Regions from separate parts of the Zea mays genome. Here region 2 is linked to region 1. A link is a contact called in public Hi-C data. All regions are on one chromosome and are shown on one strand. The core of a region is the stretch at or near the end of the contact, and the rest is flanking DNA. Distances in the headings are between cores, read along the strand shown.

What was found. Hi-C and Micro-C count contacts between places; a contact is called where the count stands out from the background.
Region 2: a Hi-C map of ear shows a contact between it and region 1, with 2.8 times the contacts expected there. The contact joins the promoter of LOC103634663 here to the promoter of LOC100192735 in region 1. A contact is called at or near these places in 2 of 25 Hi-C or Micro-C datasets (ear and endosperm).

The regions. Positions count from the first base shown.
Region 1 is chr8:3,501,971-3,507,105 of Zm-B73-REFERENCE-NAM-5.0, reverse strand. It overlaps LOC100192735 (putative ubiquitin-conjugating enzyme family), which reads right to left and starts at 3,616. Exons shown (of 3, transcript NM_001137934.1): 1 at 2,974-3,616; 2 at 2,811-2,870; 3 at 2,190-2,705. The coding sequence starts at 3,421. The coding sequence ends at 2,662. It overlaps LOC100192752 (titan9), which reads left to right. Exons shown (of 8, transcript NM_001137950.1): 5 at 632-792; 6 at 934-970; 7 at 1,052-1,128; 8 at 1,638-1,926. The coding sequence ends at 1,664.
Region 2 is chr8:3,632,437-3,637,905 of Zm-B73-REFERENCE-NAM-5.0, reverse strand. It overlaps LOC103634663 (phosphatidylinositol 4-kinase gamma 1), which reads right to left and starts at 2,167. Exons shown (of 2, transcript XM_008657262.3): 1 at 971-2,167; 2 at 1-876. The coding sequence starts at 817.

The DNA of each region.
Region 1 (5,135 bases), core at 2,367-4,866:
TAAACTGTGTAAAATGCTCCAACGTTTGGATCACCCAACTATTCTAACGATGGGGTCCACAGGAAATAAACTACTAGCTCCGCCTCCTTTGCTTCCTCACTGTATGCAGGACTGATAAAGACCATTGTAGTTGTACTGTTGAGCAGAGACAAAATATTATTTAAGCCCTATTTGGAACGCGGGATTTTTTTCTGTTTCTTGTGTTTTTATGTGAAAATCAACTGATTCTATGAAATTCCTATACAATAACTCCGAAATTCCTGCATTCTAAAGGGGGCCTTAACTCTTGGCACCGGTTACACAAGCTTTGCACCCGAGTCTAATCTAGATATTAGCTCCAGCGTTTCGCACCGTGCCAATAAATACTACGTCTAGATATATAATAAAAACAATATATCTATAAAAACCAAAACATTTATAATTTGAAAGAGAGAGTAGCTTGCATCACGTGGTTAACAAATTGGGTTATGACAACATAATGCATCATGATTTGTGAAATGGAGTGGTCCTTTGGAATCAACTTTACTTTTAAGTTTCTCCCAACAGTTTTTCCCTTTTTTATTTATTTGGTACCAAATAAATTGGTTTAGGTGGCACTTTATTTACTTATTTCCATTTTTGTTTCATGCAGCAAGGGACGCTGAAATTCTGAAGCTGAAGCAGCTCTTAGATGAGAAGGCTGAAAAAAACAATTCTGCAGCTACTGGGTTTCCTTGCCTAGCGCCTGAAGCTGTCCTAGAAAATTCAACTCCATTGTCACCTAAAAGAAAGACACCATTTTCCCACGGCAAGGTAAAGAGGGTACAGTTGAGTGAAGATGTTCATCACAGTAGCCCCGCAGAGGAGAAATCTGAGTAGTTCCTTTTCATGTACAAATATTTGAGTGACTTTTGTCTACTTATCCTTTTTGTGGTTTGATTTGATCTGATACAGCAGCTAGAATGCTCCAGAAGACATACACGCATCTCAGGTTACAGGAAATTTAATTTAATCTGTCACTACTTTGTTGTATTGCTTGAGATTAATTTAGCCAGTGTGTTTGTTGATTCAGGGAATAGGACAACAGAGATTCGGAGTGCTCATATGCTTTCTTTGCTGCTTCAATCTTTAGTTCGCATGAAGATCTCGGTAAATGATGGAACAGAAATATTTTCGGTTTCAGTATCTCATGAAGCTAGTGGTACTTGCTAACGCTGAATCTCATGTTCTTGTTTTACTACAGTTCAGTATTAGCATAGCTGTTAGACCATCTCAGCAGCTTACCCATACAGATTCAAACCACACTCTTTAAACAATACAATCTACAATGCAAAACGATTCAAAATAGTGTTTTTAGTGACCATATATGAGTGCAATGTATAATAGTTCACCCATATGGTTACCAAAAACATCTTTTGCACCGTTTTACACTGTGGATTGTATTATTTGTAGAGTGTACGTAGTTTGAATATGTGTATGTGTATGTGTAAGCTGCTGGGATGGTCTTATGCTTTATATTTTTCATACTTGCGCTGTCACAGTATGTTTATTTTTCATGTTCCATGGGACGGTTACATGTTAACAAAGTAACACCTTTCATTCGGTTTCATTTCATTTCAGGATGTATATTCATCCTTATAGAGTTTAAACTACTGCAGGTTACAGTTTCATCCTCACCTGGCTAGAAACATCTGATGAATGGTCATATAAGCTCTCCTCGTTGGGCACACTGGAAAGGATAGCCGTTGATTGGATGAGGCAAGACATAAGATTCAGCATGAAAATGTGCCGCATGTTCTTTGAGCGGATATCAAGCATCATAACAAAAGGATGACGACATGCTCTTCGCTTCAGCTAGTTATATCAGTCTGCCTACTGTACATGGAAGCATCCTGATGTAAAAATGATTTGATGCACTATCTTATTGCAGAGCTGTCTTTCATGCTCATGCCAGTGGTGTGTTTGGTTGCCGGACATTTAGGGACAGCCACGACAGGGAATCCCTGTCATCCTCTCTCGTTCCTTTAATTTCCCTTTAATTTCGAGGTATAACCGAGGACAAGACATTGAATCAAATAATATTATTAAATCAAGCCAAAAAGGATTATCCTATTTTGTCCTATCTCATTATTGTAACCAAATGCAACCTAAAATGCCAATTGATAACGTTCGGTGCGGCCGCTAGCCGGTTATAGTTCGGCTGTCTATTTAGAAAAAAATGATTGTCTTTATAAAAAAAATCCCAATTCAAAACACCATTCGTAGTTTGGCTATAGGGTCCATTTGATACATCATCCGAGCAACACTGCGCCGTTAGAAGAGGAAACGAGGTGGCTTTTCCTTCCCAGTCGGCAACAAGGACGAAGGTCATTTGAACATTGTGTTGATGCAGTTACTGAACATTTTCGAGATCATACGATCTTCCTAAATTCAACTAGTCCCGTCCATATCCAGAGTGTAAAAATGAAAAAACAAAAAGTCATGTAAAAATGAATCTCTTAACATTTCAGAACTCAAAGGACAATTACAGAATCGCCAGGCTCAAGGCTACCCACGCGTTCCTGCTACACCGCTACAGCACCAGACTGGGAACCCAACCCAACAAAACCATCCACGTCAATCGATCCAAGTGAGATCGGTGCTTGAAGAACCTGAGTCGGCATCTGCGCCGTGTGCTGTCCTCTACGCGGCGGCCTTGTAGAGCTTCTCCACCATCTTCCTGAACTCTGAACAGCGAAGAACGAGAGGAAACGAGAAAAAGCGAGATTCAGAACGATAGGGAACGAGATTCAGACAGAACGAGACGCGAAGCGTGATGTCGAATCGCGTACCTTCCTGGTTCGCCCAAAGCGCCGCCGCCTGCGTGTTGAGCGGCGAGTCGTTGTTCGGCTCTGAACAAATCATAATCCGTCGGTGAGAACCGAAGGCGACGCACGAGATCCATGGACCGACCGAACAAACGAAGGAATCTAGCAATCAGTAGCGATCCGTTACCTCCGAGCAGGCTCTGGATGGAGAGGAGGATGGTGCGCACGTCGTAGGCGGAGGACCACTTGTCCTGGAGGATGTCCAGGCAGATGTTGCCGTGCACGTCGACGTTGGGGTGGAAGCAGGGGGTGTCGAACCGCACCTTGGGCGGCTTGTACGGGTACTCGGCGGTGAAGGCCAGCGCGAGGCGGTAGGAGGTGCCCTCGTAGGCCGTCCCGGCGGATCCCGCGATGGTGCCCACCCAGTGGAGCATGTTGTCCCCCTCGGGGAACGCCGACACGCCCGGGTCGCCGCCCATCATCAGCGCCATCAGCTCCGACTGCAGCCGCCGCACCACCGACTGGCCCTCCGCGCCCTTCCCGGCCCCCGCCGATGCCGGCTTCGGTCCCGGCGCAGCCGCAGATGCGGCGGAGACGTTCCCGGTCTGCGACTCCTGGTTCTCTCCCCGGGTCATGACTGGCGATCGAGTTGCTCCTTCCTCCACGGCGGCGACTGAGCGGGAGGAGGCGGATTAGGAAGAGGCGGGAGGATTGAGAGCGGTGGGAGTGGAGGCGGCGGTAGGGCGCAGGATTTAAAAGCGAGAGGCGATTGGCTGGGAATGGGAATGCGAGTTTCTTCTGCTCTCTAGTTACCGTTTGGGGGCCGTGTGGCACGAGTGACAGTCCGCCGCCGCCGCCCTGTCTCCAACGGCTAGTAATGTTCAGCTTCACGGAGGACAGCATGTGCACGCATCCGCACTCGATGGCGTGTTTAGGCTGTCTCCAACAGCACCGTGTAAAGGGTCATGTCCTCTAAATATAGAGGACTGTCGGGTCCCCTACGACTCCAGCAAGGGACTCTATAGTGTCCTCTAAATTATAGAGGATGTGGCAGACACTCTAAATGTGGAGGGCTCCTGGAGTGCGCTATCCGCGCTGCTCGTCCACCAGCCGCCGCGAGGAAACTTCCGCGTCCTCCTACCCCGCGCTGGCGACTGCATCTTCCGGGGCCGAGCCCTCGATCCGGCGCGCTTCGCCGCCGGCATCGAGGCAGGAGGGCGAGAAGCGGCCGTGCGGAGGCGGGTCTGTCGGCGTAGAGCTCGCACCCCTTCGAACCGAGGCCGCGCGACCCACCGCAACCCAAGATCCAATCCAGCTTCCCCCTGTTCGTCGCCGGAGAGTCGCCATCGGCAAAAGGCTTCGTCGTCCGCCGACTTCGTCGAAGGCAGCCGGCAAAAGGAAGAGAAGCTCGTCGCCGCCGTTGTCTTCGTCTTCGATTCGGTCCACCGAGCCAGATCCGCGAAGAGCGAGGTACGAACTACACAAATCCTTTTTCTTTAGTACTGAATCATTACCGTATTTTATTGTTCGTATTTGGGGGCATGGATTAGGGTTTGTGGGATGTCTAGGGTTTACGATCTGGAGCTTTCTAAATAATGCGCTTCAATTTCATGCATCAATGGCTTATTGTTGTGTCCGGATGCTTAAATTTAGACCGGTTTTGGGGGATCCATTTTGGGTTTGGGGGGTTGTTCGTCCCAGATGATTCGGTTCTGTCCAGATTCAAATTACTCAACATTAATTTTTTATGCGACCATGGTAACCTAATCTGCAAATTTATAACAGGTTCACATAGATGCAATGTACATTGATTAAGGGTTCATTTGAACTGTGTACTCATAGTTTGGAATCCCTTCGATTCAGTAGTTTGTATAAGATACGTAAATTGTAGTCGGTGTTAACTAATTCAACACTGTGTTTGATGTAGCCATGGATTCGGAGAACGAAAAGCTCCGTAAAGCACTGGCTACTCTGCTCAGAGTTGTTCGAAAGCGTAGTTGTGACATCGTTGATGTCGTCAAATCAGTCTTCCAGCCTTTCAACTCACCTTTGGTCGACGAATTTAACCGAGCACTAGTTGAGATTGACGACCTCGCCAAGGATCTTGAGGACGTAGCAGTGCAAACTCAGTGGGAGGTAGAAAATATGGCTAACAGTCAAGTGAAAGAACATCCACAACAAGAGGAAGCAGTAGAGGACCTTCTGATACAAGATGGTTCAGAAGACGACCTACTGATAGACGAAGAGTCACCAATTAACTATGAAGACCTTGTGGGCTACGACGATGGTCGTGACTACTCAACCGACGACACATATCCGTACTAGTGTTCTAGGTTTAACTTCAGTACA
Region 2 (5,469 bases), core at 918-3,417, 130 kb before region 1:
GGCAGAGCCCGTGGTCGATCGGCACGAGGTCGAGCCGCGCCGGCGTGGATGAGCTTCCGTGGGCGCGCTGTAAGCCCCGCGGCGGGTCCTTGACGAGGATGTTGCCGGCGTGCCGATCGATGTTGAGGAGGCGGACGTCCAGGATGCCGACTCGGTGCACGGAAGCCACCGAGAACCGCGAGGGGCCCAGCTCGCCGGCGTCGTACTCGTGCGCCACGAAGCGCTGGATCGACGCCACGGTCGTCGTCGCCGTCGCGGGGCGCGAGATCTTGATCAGCGCGGTCGGCTCCACGCTGGCGAAGCCGTCGTGGTCGAGGAGGAAGGCGGCCACCTCCCGCAGCACGGTCTTGCTTGCATACCCACCACCGCCACCGTTCGCCGTCGCCGCGTCGTCCAGCGGCTTGATGACGGCGACGTGCTCGCCAGCGCGGCTGCCGTTGAGCAGCAGCGCACCACTGAGGCCGTTCTGCGCGGGGACAAGCCGGGTCCCGGACGTGATGGCGGCCGCGGCGCCAGCGATGAGCTCGCGCACGCCGCGGGCGTGGCGGCCCGCGACGATCTCCACGCGCGGCATCTTGTTCTCGGACCGGTCCGCGTGCTCCGAGCCGGCAGCAGGCGCCACGGTCGTGAAGCACGGGGAGGACTGGCTCCGGCGCCGCGGGGACAGGCCGGTGTGGCCCCCTCCGGCGGCGCCGTGCTCCCTATGATCCCTGTCGAGCAGCGGGCTGTCGAGCAGCGCGACGGTGTGGAGGCTGTAGTGCCGGTTCCGCACGGCGGGGGGCTTGAGGTCGTGAAAATGGCCGACCGCGATTGCCATCCTGGCTAACGAGCGGTTGCTGCCTCCGGCGCCAGTGGCAGCCGCTGGCAGGGCGGCTTCTTCGTTTTCCATACATGCATCCGAGAGTCACTGATCTATTAGAAATTCATAATTCACAGCAGCAGAGATACGATCGTAAATTGACACGCGTACCTTTGTTTGCGTTTGATTCTTGAGGCTTGTTAGAGGTTATATGAACAGCATGTCAATCGAGCGAGAGGTACCTATAGCTACATCCAGAGCGATCAGTCAGTAGCAGCCGTCGCAGCCGGTAAGCGGCGGCGGCTCGGCGGCAGCGGCACGACGGCGATGGCAGGGGCAGGCGGAGGCATGGATCGAGGCTCTCGGCGGTGTGCAAGTGCAATGCGAGACTTCAATTCCGGCGTGTTCTTGAACCGATCGATCAGATGAAGGCAGAGAGAAGAGCGCGTGGAAGCCTGCTCCCGTCCTCGCCCACCGCGCGCCGCGGCCTGCCCAGCCGACCCTAATTTTGTTTTTTTCCTAGTTATTGGCTAGTCAATGTAGCTGTGTTCTTCTCCTTCCGGCGCCCTTCTAATCTCTTCTTCTCCTTCCCTCCGCGCGCGCGGCTGGGAGGAAGGAAAGGAGAAGAGGGAAGAAGATCGGAGGAGCAGCAACAACGACTGTCTATTTTTGCACCCGGGACGCCCTCATAGTGTACATATAGATCGGGCGGAGCAACCGGGCCAATTGTGGCCTCTCCCAGCCCTCTCTCTCCCCCCTCTGCTGCTGCCATTACCATGGCCGCACGTCCAAGAGAGTCATGCGGGGAATGCAGAGCCCCTGGACCATTCCTCTTGAGAAGGACCGTGCATGAGCATGAGCATGAGGATGTGGCCAGCCGAACTTTGTGGGAAGTGAGGAAGTAAACCTTTTTCGTCCAGTTCACTCAGGCACAGGTGGACGACGACTGGCTGAGAGAGACAATGGGCCCAAAGCGCGGTCATCAGCCAGCCCACTTGCAGCCCACAAGGACACTAAGCATTCTGGCACCTATATTTATACCTAATATGGCGAGCCATGTGCCAACTAATATAATTCATATAGTGAGGCCGTCACCCTAGTACAGTGGCAGTGGCTAGTATGAGTATTACACGATTAAGTGGTTAGCACAGCTTAAACCAATCAGCCATTTGATTGTGAATCGTGATTTTCTATGGTTTTAAATATAATAAATCTAGTCTATACTAGCATGAATATTCATGTTTTGAAATTATATATATATATATATAATCTTAAAGGTGTTCAACTTAAAGATGTTCTAGATCTGTTGAGCTCTTAAAATAAAATACTGTTGGGGGCCTTCGGCTTCCGAAGGTCCTCAAAAACATGATTTAACCGTGTTTCTGGAGTATAATGCATGAACAGGTACTTTCGGGCTCGGATCAGAACCACAGTGTGAAGAAGCACAAAGAATACGAAGGTTGACGCAGAGCCGAAGCTATGTGCAGGAGAGCTTCGGCATGATAGCAGAAAAGGAAACCAACTTAAAAAAGAAAAGGCTATTCAAACCTCGATGGTTACTATAGAGCCATTAGCATATGTAAAGGGCATGAGTGTAATTTTACATAGGCTGCGTCCCGTGCCTATAAATAGATGAATAGTGCTCCCGTACTGTTTATGCTGACTTGCCATTTGCTTTCGCGTCACGCTTGTACTTTTACCTTCTTTCAAGCCGAAGGTACATTTGTAATTCGATATCATTTCTATTTTTCCATAATAATAAAATAGAAATGAGCTGATAATAATATATTATTGTTTATGTTATCTTTTATATCTCATATGATGCCTTCTTCATTATTGTATGTTATGCTGATGAAGGTATGTCCTTTATAACCTTCGTCCGAAAATCATTATATCCTAAGGGAAATAATGCTTCGAAGGACGAAGAATTTTAACATTTAACATTTTCTGTGTTGCCTTGTTCTTAACTCATAGCATTTGAGAACAAGTCGCCAACATTGGCGCCCACCTCCGGTGAACTCTTTTCGACCACCTTTGGCAAGCATTGACCTTCGCCATGCCACCGAAGAAAGCTTCAGCGACAGGGGCTGCCGCTCTGCAGCCGCTGGACCCGAACCAGGAGACCTTTTCTCTTCGAGAGGCCCGAAGCCAGAAGAGGAAGGCCACTAGTCCAACACCCCAGGAGGACGAGTTGGACCAAGAAATCAGGAATATGGAGATGCTTCATCAACAAGTACAAAGGAAGAAGGAGAAGATGGCTCGACTAGCCGACCTTCAGAGGCAGGGACAAAGCTACTGAAGAAGTACGCCATCTTGCTCAAGATGAGCAAGAGCGAAGGCCTCAACATAGGGAGCTTCATCAAGAAGGCTTCTTCAATGAGGATGAATGGTACGAGGATTTCCATCATGGAAATTTTGCTTTTGATGATGCTTCTCATCTGTCAGCAGAACTGCAGGCTACACCTTGGCCCCCATCTTACAAGCCACCCCAGCTCTCATGTATGACGGGCACTCAGATCCGAAGCAGTTTCTGATGAGCTACGAAGCAACCATATCTTCATATGGAAGCAATACCGCAGTCATGGCGAAATCTTTCGTCATGGCAGTCAATAATGTTGCGCAAACCTGGTACTCCTCTCTTCGGCCAGGAACAATCACATCATGGCAGAAGCTGAAGGACATGTTGATCACCAGTTTCCAAGGGTTTCAGACGAAGCCAGTCACAGCTCAGGCTCTGTTTCAATGCACACAAGATCACGAGGAGTGTCTCCAGGCATACGTTCGAAGGTTCTTGCGTCTGAGAGCACAAGCGCCTATAGTGCCCAATGAAATTGTCAGTGAGGCCATGATCAAGGGGCTTCGTCCAGGACCTACTGCCCAGTATTTTGCTAGAAAGCCTCCATAGACTTTGGAGAAGCTGATTCAAAAGATGGATGAATACATCCGCGCTGATAATGACTTTCGTCAAAGAAGGGAGGAGGCCTACAGGTTCTCTGAGATGACCAGGGGCTTTGGAGGGAGAATCCACCCAAGGCATGTTAGATCAATCCACTCTACCCAGAATGACGACAGAGGAAGTCAGCAACAGAGGCCACAATATTCCTCGCAAGCTTCGGGGCACCAACAAAACCATCTTCGGCCGCCAGCTCCAAAGGGCAGAGGCGCCAGAGGCTTCGGAGGAAGATTTGGGGATCAGCCCAGAAAAATTTATTGCTTATTCTGTGGTGAGGACAAGGGCCATACTACAAGGATGTGCCATGTCACCATTCAGAAACAGAAGGAAATAGCAGAAGCTGCAGCTCAGCAGAATCAGCCGAAGCAGGTCATGCATACTGCTTCATATCACTCACCCTACATACCAGAGTATGTGGGTAACCATCCTACAGCGTCTGTTGCTTCGGCTAGTCAGCCACAGGCATCCTGGCCACAGCCTCCACCTCCGCCACCACTACAACCTGCATATTCACGCGGCCAACAGCTAGAAGGGAGTCAGCAGACCCATCAGCAGAGAGACTTCAGGGAGGAGTCCGAAGCTCGCACAGTCAACAGTACAGTGCTAGAGTCGAAGCATATCTACTAAGAGATATCCTACCCCTGAATCAGTTTTTACATTCATTGTCATCCTCTTTCTTACTAAGGAACAGTTGTTAAAAACTTAGTTTTCTTGTCGTTTTCAATTCCTTGTAATAGCTTAGTTTTTGCCATAGTGAAAATATATCTTCTCCACAGACTTACGGAGTCCAAAAAGTCGTCGAGGCACAAAAAGCCGTTCCTAAGTCAAAAGTATCTTCGAAGCTACAAAAAGTCGTTCTACTGAACGCAGCGTAAGTTTGCCGAAGCTACAAAAAGTCGTTCCTAAGGGAGCGCAGTGTAAGTTTTCTGCTCAAAAGTCGTTCCAAAGGGAATGCAGAGCCAAATACCGCCGAAATATAAGGCGAAGCACGAAAAGTAAACGCGAATACCACCGAAATAGAAGGCGAAGAAGTTCAAAAGACGTTCCTAAGGGAATGCAGAACTTACAACAAAAAGTGAGCGCTGATACACCGAAAAATAAACGGCGGTGAAGCAGAAAAATAAACGGCAAAGAGATTGTGTATTCCAATATGGGGATGTGAGTGTGTGTCTTCGACACAAAGTATCATTTTCGCATAGCATAACATCATCACATTATTTTGCATAACATAACATCATACATCATATTGCATCAATGACACAAGAAGGGAACATAATGTTGACCTTCGGAGAATGCTTCGAAAAAGTGAAATTGTGCTAAGGCACAAAATAAGTTTTGAAGAGATACGGTTTTATCAGCTCTGAAGTGGAGGAGAAAGTCTTTTATTGATGAAGTATCCGTATTATGGCGACGCTTGGAGCATTTTTATAAAGCACTCTGATATCAAGGAAGAAAGTCTATTACTGACGAAGCATTAATGTTTCTGCGACGATTGAAGGATTTCTCACGAAGCATAAAAACTCTTGTTTACAAAGCATGAAAAAGAAGGAAAGATGTTTTTTCGCCGAAGGCTAAAAAACGGTATGTACAATAAAAGTTTCATGCATCGCAAAGAAATGAATTACAAAGCCATTTATATATTACATTAAAAACTCATGAGCACCAAATATTACAAGCATAGTCCAGCAAATGTTACATTAATATTCTAGCAATGTTT